Regions from separate parts of the Mus musculus genome. Here all the other regions are linked to region 3. Evidence: chromatin contacts called from public HiChIP or PLAC-seq and promoter capture Hi-C data. All regions are on one chromosome and are shown on one strand. Each heading gives the region's core, a stretch centred on a gene start, on an enhancer-like site or on the middle of the called end of the contact. The rest is flanking DNA. Distances are from core to core; before and after follow the strand shown. Region 1 holds the start of Lsp1 (lymphocyte specific 1). Region 2 holds the start of Mrpl23 (mitochondrial ribosomal protein L23). Region 3 holds the start of Ap2a2 (adaptor-related protein complex 2, alpha 2 subunit).

Region 1 (3,227 bases), core at 372-2,871, 900 kb before region 3:
CTTAGACCTCGGCATTTGAGACAGCTGAGAGAGGGGGCTGAGGAAGGGCCTAGGAGGAGGGTGGGGCTGGCTTGGCTGCTTGAAGCTGCCCTTCTATGGGCACAAGGTGGCAGGGGCACTGACGTGCAGTCATTTCTGAACAGGGTCACAGCTGTTGACTGATCACCCTGTTCCACACACCCCGCAGCTTGTGTCCTCATCCAGCCTGGGCAGAGTGTCCTTGGAGCCCTTCTTGGGATGTCACGATGCATGTCCCCCTTCCCAGGAGACAGACTTCATAGAGCCTTTCTGGGAACAACATGGCCCTGGAATCCCAAGGCTGGCACAAGGGTGCTGACCCAGACCAGGCCAGTCTCTGCTTAGCCTCAGACTCCTTTCCTAGCCTGAGGGTTCCTTGGACAACTTTCTAACCAGGGTCCAAATGCAAAGCAATAGTGTGGAGACCCCCCAACATGCACCCCTCAAAGTGAGGTTTCTTCCCATTATCATTGATAAGGATTGAGGAATTGCTGTTCCTGCCCAAGATCTGGCGTCCGGCTTGCGAACTGCAGAGACCCTGCAACCCCTGCTAAGGTGGGCCTTATCTCCTTGAGCCTGTGGCTGAACCCTAAGAGTCACACTCTCCCTGGCAGCCTGGCAGCTCCGGTAGCAATTTTATGTTTTACCTCTTTCTTCCCCTTCCTCTTACACACCTGGACCGCAGCCCCCACATCCTGCTCCCATGAGGCTGCTAGCCTCTGACCTGTCCCCAAGACCTGACACCCTCTTCTGAGACCTGTTCCTGGGACAGGGCAGGGCAGGCACCAATGGCCTGGCTTGGTCTCCATGTCTACCCACTAACAGCTTCCCTTCTCATTACCCCCACCCCCACCTTATGACCCAACACAGGAAAGACAGGGAACACCCTTCACATCCCTTTAAATTGCAGATGCCCTTAAGCAGCTGACAGCCTAAAGGCCTCTGCCCAGCCCTGTCTGTTGCAGGGCAGTGGCCCCCTTTACCTTTGCCAATGTTCATTCCCATACCCACTGTACTTAACAACAGTGCCTGGTCCATAAGACACCATTGACCTTCTCTATCCTCACATAGCAGCTTTGGGAACCCCTGAGGCCTGGTCACCTCTCAGTATCTTAAGGCAGGCCAGACCCCTCAGACAAGCCTATAGGTGCATGAGGTCAGGATTCCTAGGCCTAGTTTCTCCCAACACAGCTACTGCTCTCTCCTGCTGTTCAGGCCATATCCAGCCACTCCCAGTCCCTTCCACACCAAGCATCCATCTTCTCTATTCTGGCTATGAACCCTAGCCAGGAAGATAGCCTTTCCCAGTTAGGCCAAGCTGCAGAGGGAGATAGAGGAGATACACACCTCTCTGGTAAGAGAGGGTTTCTGAAGGCTATCTAAGTCCTATCTGAGATTCTGCCTACTCAGCACTTGGCACAAAGCAAACTGCCCATAGTGGAACTCACCCTTCGCTGTCTTCTGCATGGAGCTCTTCCTGTTCCTCGCATCTGGGATCGATGGCAGCCTCCGCCATGGGCCTGGTGTCTTCGGTGTGGGTGCACTTGTTATGGCTCCTGGTGTTTCTCTGTAGATGGGCGGTGGCCTAGAGCCTCAGCCCCCCACCCTTCCCGCCCCAGGTTTCACTTCCTCCTTCCTGTAGCAGGTTGAGGTTTGAAACCTATGGGGCTTGGGTTTTTTTTTTTTTTTTCCTATGTTGCTGCAACAGAAGAAGAGTTAAAACAAAACAAAACAAAACAAAAAAACAAAAAACCAAAAACCAACTAAACCCAAACCACTCATCAGGAAGTGTTGAGCAAGCAAGCTATAGCCTCCTGGAATGACAGAAAAGGGCTGAGGGTAGAGGTGAGTAAGGCTACTCCTTGCAACTCTGGTCCATAGACCTGAGAGTAGCTATGTCTCCCACAATGTCCAGAATTCATGGTCCCTTTAGTGTCCGTGGACTGCTTTCAATTGCTTTGCATGGAAATCTTCTGTGCTTCCAAGTGTGCTCAATGAACATGGTGGAACTAGTTCTTGATGCTTCAAGGTCATGGCCTTGGACACTCTTAGTTAGCCTTTGCTCCCCAGCCATGTCCAGGGTCCCACATGTGGTGCTCCCCTAGTCTGTGGTTCTAGAGCTTGTCTCTATCTGTCTCCATTCCTAGCTGCTGGACGCTCTTGTCTCCCTGCTCCATCAGCTCTCTCTAATCCTGCCTCTGTGCTCTGGGCATTTGGAACCAGTCGAAGAGTCGGTTGATGTTCCCAGCTATGCTGGGGTGGGTCATGGGTTCTCCTGAGAGGCAGCACCAGAGGAAGGACTGAGGCTTTTGGGAGGGAACCAAAGGGACTATAAAGGAATGATGGGGAATGTGATAGCCAGATCCCAAAGTCCCGGGACTTGGGCTAAAGTGTCACTGGGCCAAGTTGAGGCAGCCACAACATGGTAGAGACTCTCTCTTTGAAGCTTGCTGACCCAAGAGATAGAAAGAAAGGAGCCAGTGCCCTATTTCCCAGCACTGGGCAATGAGTGACCTCGGAAATCTCACTATGAGGTCTTACAGGAGAAGTGCAGAAAGGCAAGAGAGCCTTAGGGTGTTGGGAAACTTAGTAGAAGCTGTAGAGTATCATCTAGAGGTAGACCTGTGTTTGCAAGCCTGCCTGACTGCAGGGAGCCCTTTCTTATCCACATGGTCCAGTGGAGGCAAAGCCTTGCTTACTCTATCCCAGTCCTGAGGAGGGGGCAACAGGAAGAGTGAGTATTGTTCAGCAGACTGGGCAGGACACCTGCCTGCTTTTTCTTCAGCCTCCTCTCTCTCTCCTTTTGCACTTTGCTTCCTTGGGACCCTCCTAAGTGCTCTGTTGATAAGTGGCTGGGAATGCATTTGGCAGGTGACAGAGTTATGCCACTTCTGTCCTGACACCTCTTAAGAGGTTTTCACTGGTTCCTATGTCTGTCACAGGGCCTCGCCATCCAGGCACCTTATCGGTGCATTCCAGCCACTAATCTATGAACTTTCTGTGGCCTGTTTGTCCTTAGGGCTGGGGGATGGAGAGGTGGAGACCATTGGCTACCTACAGACTGGATTGGTTTCATAGTTTTCAGGACCTCAAATCCAGCAGCTAACATCTTTCAGATGGAAATTCAGACCCTAATAGCACAGACCCTTCAAGCCTGCAGAGCCAGCTCTGCCCAAGGGGAAAACCCCAGTCTGGTTCTCTCAAAGCTG
Region 2 (3,435 bases), core at 105-2,604, 970 kb before region 3:
TCAGGCCTGTAGAGAAAGCAGGATCTCTGCCTGGTGGTCCTGCTCGCCTCCATGCCCACCTGAGCAGACATGGAGAAGGACAGGAGAAACTCAAGGACTGGGATTACTAGAGACTCATAGTTCATGGTCCCCAGGTGGAGGGTGGGTACACAGGACCACCCTAGGGTCACACTGATAACCGAGGTGTGGCATGTGGGCCAGACCTCTAAGTCTTGGGAGCACCACACTGGAAGCACCAAGCTGAGGGCACCAGAGAAGTTTCAGGGCTGAGAAGCAGGTACCAGAGTTTCAGATGACTCCCAAGGTAGCATGGTGGGAGCCTCAGAAGCAGGCCCCATCGCTAAATGTTTGCCAAACTCAATGACTCAAGAGCCTACCTAATGGTCAAATTAGAGGTCTGGCCTTTTAGGGCTCTCTTAACTTCTTTTCTACTATTATTATTTTTTTTTTTATGAGCAGCCCCAAACAGCATATCTCAAATGGAACTCTTGGCTCTCTCTTCTCGCTGGGAGCCTGGTTCCCAACTGGTAGGCTGTTAACCTAGTCCTCCTCAAAGCTCAGGTCTCATCCCTGGTCTCACTCTGCCCCCACCCACCTGTCACTCATTCACGCATGGGTCCAACCAGCTCCCTGCAAAGCCAGGGGGTGAGCCCAAAAGCTGAACTAGACTGGCCCTGCCTCACACTGGCCTGGTTCAGAGGTCCCTGGTCTCCCAGCCAGTCTGCGGAAAGAAATCACAAGGTTGCCCACCAGGGAACCAGCCCTCACCCCTTCTTATTGCAGGGTCCCCCCAATTCTGCTTCCACGAGAACTCTCAAAACCGCATTAATGCTCAACCTAGGGCCACCCAACCAGTGGGTCACGTGTTTACTGAACACATGTTTCCGGCTCAGACTGTGGGAGGCTAGCACTGCTGGCCACGTGGAGACCGGTGAATGTAGCAACTTTGGGGGACTTGGGCCAGGGGTCCTGCAGGCAACGGCCAATCCTGGCTCAGCCCTGGCTGTCTGCCAAAGCAGGCTGTAGCCGCTGGCTGTGATTGACAGCCAGGACACTAAGCCGAGGTGGCCCTGCCGCGTGGACCCTGGCGGGTTTCCCGCCGCGTGCGGGCGCCTCCGGCTTCCGGCCCGGGCCCCGCACCCACCCGACCTGGGCTGCTTAGCCCGTTCCGCGGGTCACGACTTTACTCACAACACATTCCGCGCCATGGCAGCCGCACCTCCTGGTCAGGAAGGAGCGACACCCGCCCCGCACAGCGCCCGCGCTGGCACAGCGCCCCCTCGCTTCCGGAGGCCGCGCTACCCTCTCCCTGCACCGCAGGGCCCCGCACTTTCGGTGTCCCGCAAACCCCACCCCACCCCCAACCCCGCACCCGAAAAGCCCCTCCCCCACCCGTGCACCGTAAGCTGCTTGCGCACCGCCCCCGGCACAGCGCACCCCGCCTCTCAGCCATAAAAACAGTGAACAGCCCCGCCCCTCACCCGGCCCCGCAAAAAGCCGGCATACACTCTGTACCCATTTGCCCCATCCCAGCACCACACAGAATCCTGCATACCTCTCGGTGTATAGTGTACCTCCCTGTTCTTCAACCTGTAAGCACCCTACAGTACATGCTTTCCCACCCACAAGGGCACCACACTTTGCCATGAGCAGTCCCGCATCTCTGCACTGCTGGCTGGTGGATTCTACAAAGGGCAACTACTATCCTGTTTCCCCACCCCAACATTGCATGGCCCCACCAAGCACAGTCATACACCTTGTACCCCCCCCCCCAAATCTGCTCTGTGAATCTACTCTGTTCCCTTGCTGTAGGTGGTCCAGCAGTACCTTTGTCCCCACTCCCCTTTTTCTGGACTGGACGAAACCACCCCATAAGGCTCACCAAGGCCTGGCCACATAGCCCCCACCCTGTGTTCCACAGCCTAGTCTTTCTCTAGGCTCTGCCAGCTCTTTGTCCCCTTTCCCACATAAGCACATCAGAGGCTACACCCATGCCCTATCCCACATAGGACCCTAGCCCCCCTCAACAATTAAGTCACAGCCTCGCCAACAATCCCTTGGGCAGCAGAGATGGGGAAGGGTGGGGTGGACTGGATCTCTTGTATGAAGTCTACGGCCCCTCTCCCAATCCAGACTGGGTTGTTTTCCCTTCCAGGCAAGACTCCCAGGACCCCCTCCTTTCTCCTTCCCTCCCTTTCTTGGCTGCCCAGCCACATTTGCAGCCCAGCAGCACTGCATACTCCCTGTCCCAGGAGCCCCTGGCCACACCTCCTTCAAGAGGCCACTAGCCTCCCAAGGCCTTGCTGTTCACAAGTCCTCAGCCCTGCAGGTCAGAGACCCTCCAGCTTCGTCCTAACTAAGGGATCCCTGCCCATAGCTCTTGTCCCGACTTGGTGGTCTTGCTGCTCTCTCCTGCTTCCTGGCCCATCTCTCCCCATAGGTTCTCTCTGCTGCTTTCCAGCTCCCTCGGTCCTTGTTAAGTTTCTGTCTGTACCCCACGGCAACATAGTTGTGTTTGGGGGCTCAGGAAAGGAGACATGGGTGGAGATATCAGGCACATTATAAGAGGCCATCATGGTGGCTCTGGGAGAAGCATCTAGGTCACCCATTTAATGATCAAAATGACCACTGGGGTCCCCTAGGATGAAGGATTAGAGGTGAGTTGTGAGCACAGATCCCTGCCCATATCCACTCCTGTGTAGTGTTACAAAATGAATGTGGCTATGACCCAGCAGCAGATGATATTAGCCTAGCCTGAGTTCTGAGCCCCATCTCTCTTCCTCTCCAGATCAGACTTCTGGGGTTTTCTCCCACTTCTTCTGTCACCCATTGCTCGGCCTGACTGGACTGCCGTAGCCCGCTACAGTACCATTCCACACCTCCTCCAAGAGGCCGAAGGCTAAAAAAAAAGGAACACAAGGACCAGAAAAGTACAAGGTTGTCCTTTCCTTAGTAAAGACTGTTGTTAGCCATATTTAAGATGGGCTCAGGGTTGTAACAAAAAATTAGTTCCCTAGCTGGCCACTGCTTGGGAAGAGACTTGGTAGACCATGTAGGACTGGGAGATTGAATTTAGATTCATGAGTCTTGCACCTTTACCCAAACTGAGCTATCTTGCTGGCCAGCTCTAAAATTAGGTGGTTCTGAGACTCCCCCTGGGAAGAAAGCATTTAAGTGTGAGGTGACCTTATATGTGACATATGGTGTACGTAACTCTGGGAGAAAAAGACTCCCTAGTCAAAGAAGGTGCTGAGCAGGGAGAAGCCAAGTGGCCCTGTGGGAGCTGGGGTCCTCACAGCTTGGAAGACAAAGGGTGAAGGAAAGGGTCCCTTGTGGGTGATGAGCAGCTGATCTTAGGACACATTGTAAAAGGGACTAGTGTTGCCACTTCAGCTACCTACCTCAAGCCTGTCCCACCAGAGTCCCTCAGTTCCC
Region 3 (3,470 bases), core at 452-2,951:
GCTGGGCGGTGGTGGCGCACACCTTTAATCCCAGCACTTGGGAGGCAGAGGCAGGTGGATTTCTGAGTTCGAGGCCAGCCTGGTCTACCAAGTGAGTTCCAGGACAGCCAGGGTTATTAAAGAAACCCTGTCTTGAAAAAACCAAAAAGAAAAAGAAAAGAACAAAATGCTTCATGACTATGAATGTTATTGTCTAAAATTTTGGTAAGCCCTGATCCAAGGATGCCTGTATCTTTGCAGAGCAGGGAGGGACAGAAATCTACCTCTTCCAGAGTCCTACAGACCCAGGCAAGCTGGGGTCCTGCACACAGTCTTAGGGAATACAGTATAAATTTAAGTGTTAGTGTGACGACACACTGGGCAAAATTCCTCAGGAAGCATATTAATCTCTAAAGTAACAAAAATCATGGAGTCAGCTATTTGCTGGATACCAAGAAAAAAATAAACTGACAGGAAAATGGCTTTTCTTCTCATCAGTAAGGGGGTGTCTGATAACCCTCAGAAGTTTCTGTAAGCCAAAGTCCTGGGCACCCGCCCTGCCTGACCTTTAACCTTCCGACCCATTTCACTTTGAGCAGATTTTTTTTTTCCACCCAGGGGACACTGGCTACAGAACTGCTCAGCGGAGAAGCAGGCGCAGCTTCCAGCATCCACACCCGGCTGCTCCCGGTTCCCTGGGGGAATGAGTCACTTTAATCGCAGTGGGTGAGATCTAATCATCGCCCAACATGCCGCCTGAATCAGGTCCGAGAGACGTATAGTGTCCCTATCCCCGCCCAAAGAGAAATCCACGCTGTTTTGGAAAAGGCTGGGTTAAAGGCTCCATTACTAGAAAGACCAAGATGACATCATGCTGGGGAGGGGCGTCTAGGGCCGGAAACCCCTCGACTGTGCCACAAACCCCACAGACTCCCCACCGCGCCCCGCACTCCCATCGCTACACCTAGATCTCAAGACACCTAAGCCCCGCACCTCAGTCTGAACACCCACAGGCAATCTCCCAACTGTCCAAACCCATACATGCAATCACTCTACCAGGGGTCCGCACCCCAGATCTCTGCCTAACATCTCTGCTCCTACCCCAACCCCACTGCCAGATTTGCACCTCCAGGACCCTGCCCCACTCACCAGCACGAATCTTCACTCTACACCTCATCTTCGGGTCAGGACTTGGGACACCACCACCATCACCCCAGTCTGGTCCCCCCGCAGCAGGCTACCAACTCCCGCCAGATGTGCACCCAGGACGCGCGCTCTGCACCCTAAGCGCCCGCGCGGGACCCCCGCCCCACCGCGCGATCTGCACTCCACAGCCCTCCTTCTCAAGCCTGAGCGGACCCGCGCACCGGCCCACACCCCTCTCCCCGTTCCGGCCGAACCCCCCAGACCCCCGGCCGCACCTGCGGACCCCCGGCCGCGCCCCCGCTCAGGCCCGCCCGGCGTCTGGCACTCACAGTTGCGGATGTCGGAGATGAAGACCGCTAGGCCTCGCATCCCGTCCCCCTTGGATACGGCCGGCATCTTTGCGCCCCGGGAGCGGCCTCGGCGGCGGGCTAGAACAGCACGGGCGCGGCGGTCACGCCGAAGAGCCCTGGAGCGCGGAGCCGCCTAGCCACAGCCGCCTCGGGCCCCCGAGCGCCGCTCGCTGGGCTGCGCGCGCGAGCACGCACGACGCACGCGCTGGCGCGCACGCTGAGCCTCGCGCCCGGCGACGGGCGGTGCAAGAGAGCGTGCGCATTCTCGCGGTGCTGGGGGGCGGGGGGAGGACGAGGAGGATGGGGGCGTGGCGCGGGATAGAGCCGGATTGCTGCTTGGAGAACCGGAGCTGTGCGGAGCGCGCAGGCGCTACACCTCCTGGTATCACCGCCTGGTGAAGGATCCTTCCAATGTATACCGGAGTAGCCCCGATCTCGCTCTCACGGGTGAGCCCGGCTTTACCTAGACAGAGACACTGACACCAGTGCGGGATCAACCCAGTGTCACACAGGGGTGTAGGGGAGGAGCGGGCTGCACTAGCACCTACAGCAGTCAACCTTTGCCTGTGCAAACCGGCCCCAGAGCCCTGGCAGTTGGACTGACCTACCCCAGGCCACCGGCGTGGAACCGGAGTGAGAGGCGTTTACAAGCCTCTAAACTGGGACAAAAGGAAGCGCTACTCCAGGTTCCTACTTCCCTTACAAATGGGGAAACTGAGGCTTGAAGCTAGACTGACCACTCTTGCCGAGGTGACTGTTGTCTGGAGTACAACCTCTCAGCATTCATCCAGGCCCCTTTGCTTATTGCTTCTGCTCCCCTGTTCCCCTCTCTAGCGAGGTGGCCCCATTGGATCCTTCCTATGGACCCATTTTGCAGAAGAGCGGGATTGGCCCACCACTCCAGGAAGTGGAGATCATGGTGGCTCTTCCCTAGCTCTCTTCTGTGAAGAGGAAGCTTCACACCTAAGGTGGTTATCATGATCCAGACCCACTAGGCAGAACTCTCTGTCCCTTGCTTTTATACAGATGTGGTAGAGCCTAGTCCAGAGAATAAGAGGCACGACCCTCCTATAAATCAGGCAGTCCACCAAGGTCCCAGGACTGATGGAAGAAACTGAGAACATAATAAGCCAAATCTCTGGTGAGGCTGCTGAATTTGCCTGACTTTTTAAGAGGTGAAAGAGCCAGCACCAGAAAATAAACTTCCTCCAGCTTGTCTGCACCATCAAAAAGATGCTTCTGGGCCATATAAGGAGTGCTGGACAGGTGGCAATAGGAATCCCATTGCTTATGCCCAGACAGGAATGAGACTGCAGGAGATTCTCAGACTCCTCCATTGTACTGACTCTGAGAGTCACCACAGCCATCCTATAGTTAGTATTTTAAATAATTTCATTATAAATTATTTATTGAAAGGGGTGTGCAATGTGGAACTCAAAGGACACTTTGTGAGAGTCAATTTTTTTCCTTCCACCTTGTGAGTCCCAGGAAGCACCTTTACCCACTGAGCCATGTCTAAAAAATGGTTAATCTTGGTTGTCATATTGGATAGGATCTACTACACTCATCATGAAAACAAACATCTGGACACACCTGTCAGGAAGTTTCTAGATTAGTCTGATTGAGGCCCACCATAAATATAGGCTGTAAGGGTCCTGAGCGGAATAAAAAGGAACGGGGTGAGCAACAGCATTCATCTGTTTCCTGGCTGTGGTGACAATGTGACGAGCTGCCTGAGCTCTTACAGTCATGACTTCCCATTCTGAGAGAACATATCCTCCAACTGTGAGCTTCTACAAAACCTTTTCCTAGCTTGCTTTTGTCACAGCAAAAATAAATAATAATAAAGTGTCGCACAAGTGTGCCACATCAGGCCTGACAAGTGGACACAGGAAAGACTCCACCTATGGCCAGTGCCACCTATGGCCATCTCAGATACACAAGCCACCAGATCACTTTCCCCACACCGAAGCCTTGAACCTGAGCACATGATCC

What was found. Promoter capture Hi-C pulls out the DNA fragments that hold promoters and counts their contacts. HiChIP or PLAC-seq counts read pairs in DNA pulled down with a chosen protein or histone mark.
Region 1: a contact with region 3 is called in a promoter capture Hi-C map of the C10 cell line, with 2.4 times the contacts expected there. The contact joins the promoter of Lsp1 here to the promoter of Ap2a2 in region 3. A contact is called at or near these places in 2 of 39 promoter capture datasets (the C10 cell line and neutrophils) and 1 of 484 Hi-C or Micro-C datasets (muscle stem cells).
Region 2: an H3K27ac HiChIP or PLAC-seq map of thymic regulatory T cells shows a contact between it and region 3, with 5 times the contacts expected there. The contact joins the promoter of Mrpl23 here to the promoter of Ap2a2 in region 3. A contact is called at or near these places in 1 of 39 promoter capture datasets (the C10 cell line), 1 of 484 Hi-C or Micro-C datasets (embryonic stem cells) and 1 of 115 datasets of contacts at active chromatin or transcription factors (thymic regulatory T cells).

Annotation. Positions count from the first base shown.
Region 1 is chr7:142,459,206-142,462,432 of GRCm38.p6, reverse strand. It overlaps Lsp1 (lymphocyte specific 1), which reads right to left and starts at 1,621. Exons shown (of 11, transcript NM_001136071.2): 1 at 1,467-1,621. The coding sequence starts at 1,534.
Region 2 is chr7:142,530,951-142,534,385 of GRCm38.p6, reverse strand. It overlaps Mrpl23 (mitochondrial ribosomal protein L23), which reads right to left and starts at 1,354. Exons shown (of 5, transcript NM_011288.2): 1 at 1,192-1,354. The coding sequence starts at 1,208.
Region 3 is chr7:141,560,411-141,563,880 of GRCm38.p6, reverse strand. It overlaps Ap2a2 (adaptor-related protein complex 2, alpha 2 subunit), which reads right to left and starts at 1,701. Exons shown (of 22, transcript NM_007459.3): 1 at 1,455-1,701. The coding sequence starts at 1,521.